Linked DNA regions of Sus scrofa: region 1 is linked to region 2. The links are chromatin contacts, called in public Hi-C maps. All regions are on one chromosome and are shown on one strand. Each heading gives the region's core, a stretch centred on a gene start, on an enhancer-like site or on the middle of the called end of the contact. The rest is flanking DNA. Distances are from core to core; before and after follow the strand shown.

Region 1 (2,700 bases), core at 8-2,507, 180 kb before region 2:
GGCATATGAATTAACAATTTTCTCACTGAAACGTGATAGAAAAATATGTTTTACCCATTCCTAAACATTACTTTCAGAGCTCCTGACTCTTCTACTGTTATTCAAAATGATGCTAGCTTACACTTGTATCCAGTATCAGTATAAACCTATAATTGAATATTAGCACAGTGTTCACTTGTTTACATATATGTAAAAAATACTGATAGTATAGCAGTTAGTTAAAAACAGAGAAAGCTCTCAGGCTCTGGAGAATTTGATGGGTTATATCTGGGAGAGAAATGGTCAGAACCAGGGTGCTGGAGTCAGTCCCAAATTCCAGTTCTTGTCCTGGTATTGGTTAGCAATATGGGCCCCTTAGACTCACTGTCTGAAAAAGTGAAGCCAATAAGAAAACCCAGCTCTTCGGGTTTTTTTTTTTTTTGTGTGAATTAAGTAAGAAAATGAAGATGAACTAACTGACCCAGTCCCTGATCCAGTAAGTGTCCAATTTGATAGCTGTTAACTATTATCTTCTCTGATCTTGATGTAATACAATGGCAATAATCCTAGTTACTTTTAAGTGTTGTTGTGAGAAGTAGATGAGATCAAGTATACAAAACAGTGCCTGGCTCTGGTTGCTCCCCAAACTGGTCTCCCAAAGTTTTTACCCACAAAACAGACTGCAAGTTGGGAGAGTTTCAAAGTGGATTTGAGATTTTTATTTTTCTTTATTTTTTGAGTGAGAGGATTGTGCCATTTTGATTACATTATAAGTTTCACTTTTTTTTTATGCTCAGGATGATGACTTAAATTTGTAACTCTACTAAATTAAGAAGATATAACATTGTCCTGAAAAAAGAGCCAACTAGAGACAACTATTTTCAGGGCTGTTAAAAAAATTGAAGAATCTGTTCAGCCTCAAGGAATTGAAAGAAAAAACTTGATGCTTAAAATGCTATTTTAAACCCTTTAATTACCTTACCTCTAGCTCTTGAGAAAAGTGTGTTTTCCCTGAAAATGCTGTAGAGTATCTCCTCTCAGGAGAAAAATCTGTGGGAGAAGAGTTCGAAGGAAGCTGTGACTGATCAGCTTCTTATTAGGGACCTAATACTGATTAAATTATAGGCATTATTTTAACTCAACTTGTCTTCCCAATACTTTTGGGGTTTAGAATTAAAATTGCTATATTTTTCAATTAGCACTGAACAACTAAAAGGTTTTACTTAGGAGAAGGACTAGACTTTGGCCTTTACGCAGTAATTTCCAAGGACACACTGGAGTTACAAAAGAGATACATGCTTCCTGAAATCACAGGCCCTTGCCTGGACAGAAGTCCATGTCAATTCAAACCAACTTTCATGTTTTTGTGTGAGAAAAGGAAAACTCTCATTTAAAGTTATGTGTTGTATATTCTCAGAATGTTCTAGATCCTTTGCAAGGCTGATTTTATGAGATGTCAATGATATGAGGGGTCCTGGGAAATAAATTCCTATACAGTTGTAAATAAATAACTATTTGTACTGTTAACTAGCCCTAGGACCTGGAAATACACAAGAAGTTCTTTCTGGTTTATATTTCAATTTAGAGAGCCAGTCACACATTAACAGTTAAGGAAGGACTGAATCCCTTGTCTTTCTGTCAACTCAGTACAACCTCATTTCCAGAAACCTCCATCTATTGCCACTACTTCAGAAGTTAAATCAATATTTCCTTGTAAGTACATACTCTATAACTCTCTAAATGTGCAGGAGAAGTGTATGAACATGTTTAGTTTAGCATTGTTAACCAGCCATTGTATATTGTTTTTCTAGAATAAAAGAAATTTATTTTTCTCCTCATTCTGTTCATGAACAGTTATTTCTTACTTTGGGGAAGTCTCTAATGGAGGCCTGTAAGGCAGCTGGCCCATTTGGGGGAAGTTTGACATCACAGATGCTTGTCTTTTTCTTGGTCCTTCTGCTGGAAATAGTAACTAAGTCCTTTGCCTAAGCTGGTAGGAGAGGAGCTGCAGAAAATCAAATTAGCAGTAGAGAAACTATTAGTCTTCATTTTCTTGTTTCCAACCTGCAAATACAGATTGTTAAATATGCCTGTTCCCTAATCCTCATTAGGAAATCTTGAAGAATAGCAGGCCATGAAAAAGGCATGGGGATTATGAAAAACCACCACCACTAAAAAATAATACAAAGTCAGAATTGTTCCTTCTCATTCAGACTACCTTACATGTTTAGAGGTGGCTGTGACTTAGAAATTTTTCATTAGATAATTTTACTCCTAGTTATGTATAGATGGGTGTCATATATACAATCCCAAAGATAGCTTTTTATTTAGAATTTTCTTTTTGTTGGACTTAAAGACAAAATAATTTAAATGGAATAACCAGTATATGAAATCATTTGGTATTCAATGGTATGCTGAGGAATTATGTTCACTGGTGTATTTGTGCAAGAAGGCAAAGCTTGCACTAAAAATAATCTAATGGCAATGTCATGCACCACTAACTCTCTGTTATGAGGAGTTTTAGTTTCAGGCCCAGAGACATGAAATTACAGGCCAGTGATAGGCAAAGTGTTTTTAAAGTATGCCAAAGGTGCTAAATAAATCAGTTGGTTGTTCAGGAGGAACTGACATCAAATACAGGTTTTTAATGATTAGGATTCTAGTTGTAGCTGCCAACTTTGATGGCTACCTAACCAGTCCCTGGGGATTGAATCATGCACC
Region 2 (2,700 bases), core at 28-2,527:
GTTTAGATATGAGGCTATTGCAATAATTGAGACTCTGGTGTTAATAATTATTTTCTGCCTATTCAAAACACAAATGCCAAGTGAACAGGCATTGTGTGCACATATGTTAGTGTTTTTTAATTTTTCACTATTTTTCACTTTCTCATTTGATACATCATAATCAAATTAGTAATTAAGATCCTCATTCATTATATTTTTAGTCTTAATGATTAAGTCTTACTTAGTGGCCTTACTTTCACATTTTGGATTTTTTTACAGTGATGTTCTGCATGAAATTTAAACAAGAAACCAAGTACTGTCAATAGTTATCATCATATTGTCCTACTCTCCTTGCACATAGCTTTTCATTCAGTCACAAATACCAGGAATGTTGCAAATGGTTTAGGGTAACTAGATTTAACTATAAATTTATGTTGGAATAGAAATGTTTTTATGTAATTTCTATCCCTTTCTTCTTTTCCATTTTGCATTTCCTTTTATAAGTTAATTTGTTTCTTCTTCTCCAATAAAGCTACCTCCTTTTGATATCTTTTATTCATCTCTTTCATTCATATATTCTCTTACCAAATGCCTCACACTCTTTTCTTTCCTTTTTTCTCCCTCCTCCATCTTGACTGTCCCCCATCCCCAAGTTGCCTATCGATGACTATTTCAATTTTTCTTCAGGAAAATTTCTTTCAATGAGTTTTCCACGTTGACATGTTATCATTCTTTATATTCAGATTTTACTTTCTTGTTTCCTAAAACTAACTTAAATGTCAAGTACCAAGATAATTTCTTGATAAGCCCCACATAAATATTCACAAGTAGATTTTTATGTCCTCTTCAGTGCAAATTGCTCAGTAATAACAAATATTAAATGGTGGTTATTCTGCTGAAACATTGACCTTTCAGATGATCAGTGACAAATAACTCTCAATGAACTTTGTACATCATTGTTTATTTGGACTGTGAATTCTAGTTCAATCATGAGAAATGTTTATTTTCCCACCCATGTGTGTACATAGTTATGCTAAAATACTTCATTTCTATTTTTTTTTAAACCTGATCTGCTGAATACAGGAAAAAAGGGGAAAAGAAATGTAAAGTTATTGTTACAGAGCCTCTGTAAAAAGTAATATGAAAATAAAAATTTTAAATTTAAAAAGAATGTCAGCATGACTTAACCTAATTTTATGAAGTGAGATTGAAAGTTCACAGATGACTAATTCTGGGGACAGATATTTACAAAAGCCAGCTGGGCTTGGGTTAAATGTCTACACAGAATGCAAGAGGGATGTCCAGAACATTTTGTTGACTTTGTCCTCTATTATCTCAGACAGCAGCTTCTCAAGTAGCTGTATAAAATGGGGCTGGTTTCAGATGCCTACAATCCTGATTAGCAATCACAGCAACTGAAGTAAAGCAAAACATCATCATAGAATGGTCTCCTTGATTACGAAGAGAATCTTTTAAGAACCCAATTGGGTACATGATGTTTGGTGAGGGAGATGAAGGATAAAAATAGATGGAAGAATGAATAGTCTAACTTAGAACCACTCACTCCTGATGGTCAAGAGGTATTCAGCTCATCTGCCTTTCCAAATAGATACACTTGTTCAATTGCTTTTATACCATAGTTCCTTGAGAAGATCTTGTTTCAGGTACAGCATACATTTTTCCACCTGAGGGAAGCTTACTGTCATTTTTAATTTTCTAATTTGAAACAATCATTCTAAAAGTGAGAGATTTGACAAAGATGCTTCAATTACAAGTGATTTTGTAGGTTCCAAGATATTTGAGGGAAAGTTATCTTTTTGGCAGAGGGGTTGGAAAATTTAAATCGATTAGGTTATTATTGGTTGTATTTTGTGTTCCCAGCACAGATTCAGTAAGCCAGTGGCTCAGTTATATTCTGGTGCTATTTCTGGTTCCCATCACTTTAGATAAAGCAGCAGTCAGATTTTAATAAGATTGTAGAGTAGCTTCAGGCAAGCATTTTTCTTTTCTTTTCTTTTTTTTCCTAAATTACTAAGTTTATTTGACAATTACAAAAGAGTACTCTGGTTCCCAATAGCTTTTACTTTTTTGGCTCTATTCCATTCTTAAGGTTTTTTTTTTTTTTTTTTTGGACTTTTCTATATAATGATTTTTATTTTTTTCCCCATTATAGGTGACTTACACTGTTCTGTCAATTTTCTACTGTACAGTATGGTGACTCAGTTACACATACATGTATACATTCTTTTTTCTCATATTATCATGCTCCATCTTAAGTGACTAGATATAGTTTCCAGTGCTACATAGCAGGATCTCATTTCTTATCCATTCCAAGGACAATAGTCTGCATCTATTAACCCCAAATTCCCAGTCCATCTCACTCCCTCCCCCTCCCCCTTGGCAACCATGAATTTGTTCTCCAAGTCCATGAGTTTCTTTTCTGTGGAAAGGTTCATTTGTGACATATATTAGATCCCAGATATAAGTGATATCATATGGTATTTGTCTTTCTCTTTCTGACTTACTTCATTCAGTATGAGAGTCTCTAGTTCCATCCACGTTGCTGCAAATGGCATTATTTTGTTCTTTTTTATGGCTGAGTAGTATTCCATTGTGTATATATACCACCTCTTCTTAATCCATTCATCTGTCAATGGACATGTGGGTTGTTTCCATGTCTTAGGCTATTGTGAATAATGCTGCAATGAACATGCGGGTGCA

What was found. Hi-C and Micro-C count contacts between places; a contact is called where the count stands out from the background.
Region 1: a Hi-C map of liver shows a contact between it and region 2, with 3 times the contacts expected there. The contact joins two enhancer-like sites. A contact is called at or near these places in 2 of 47 Hi-C or Micro-C datasets (liver and skeletal muscle).

What each region holds. Positions count from the first base shown.
Region 1 is chr13:88,951,293-88,953,992 of Sscrofa11.1, reverse strand. All of the region lies in intron 2 of AGTR1 (type-1 angiotensin II receptor), which reads right to left. Among named protein-coding and RNA genes, the nearest start is that of AGTR1, 18 kb to the right of the region's middle. Within about 2 kb of position 1,257, at least 5 of the 83 cell types and tissues checked have an H3K27ac peak or open chromatin away from gene starts, as enhancers often do. A contact at or near this core is called in liver, where this site is marked.
Region 2 is chr13:88,773,973-88,776,672 of Sscrofa11.1, reverse strand. No RefSeq gene overlaps it. Among named protein-coding and RNA genes, the nearest start is that of AGTR1, 160 kb to the left of the region's middle. Within about 2 kb of position 1,277, at least 1 of the 83 cell types and tissues checked has an H3K27ac peak or open chromatin away from gene starts, as enhancers often do. A contact at or near this core is called in liver, where this site is marked.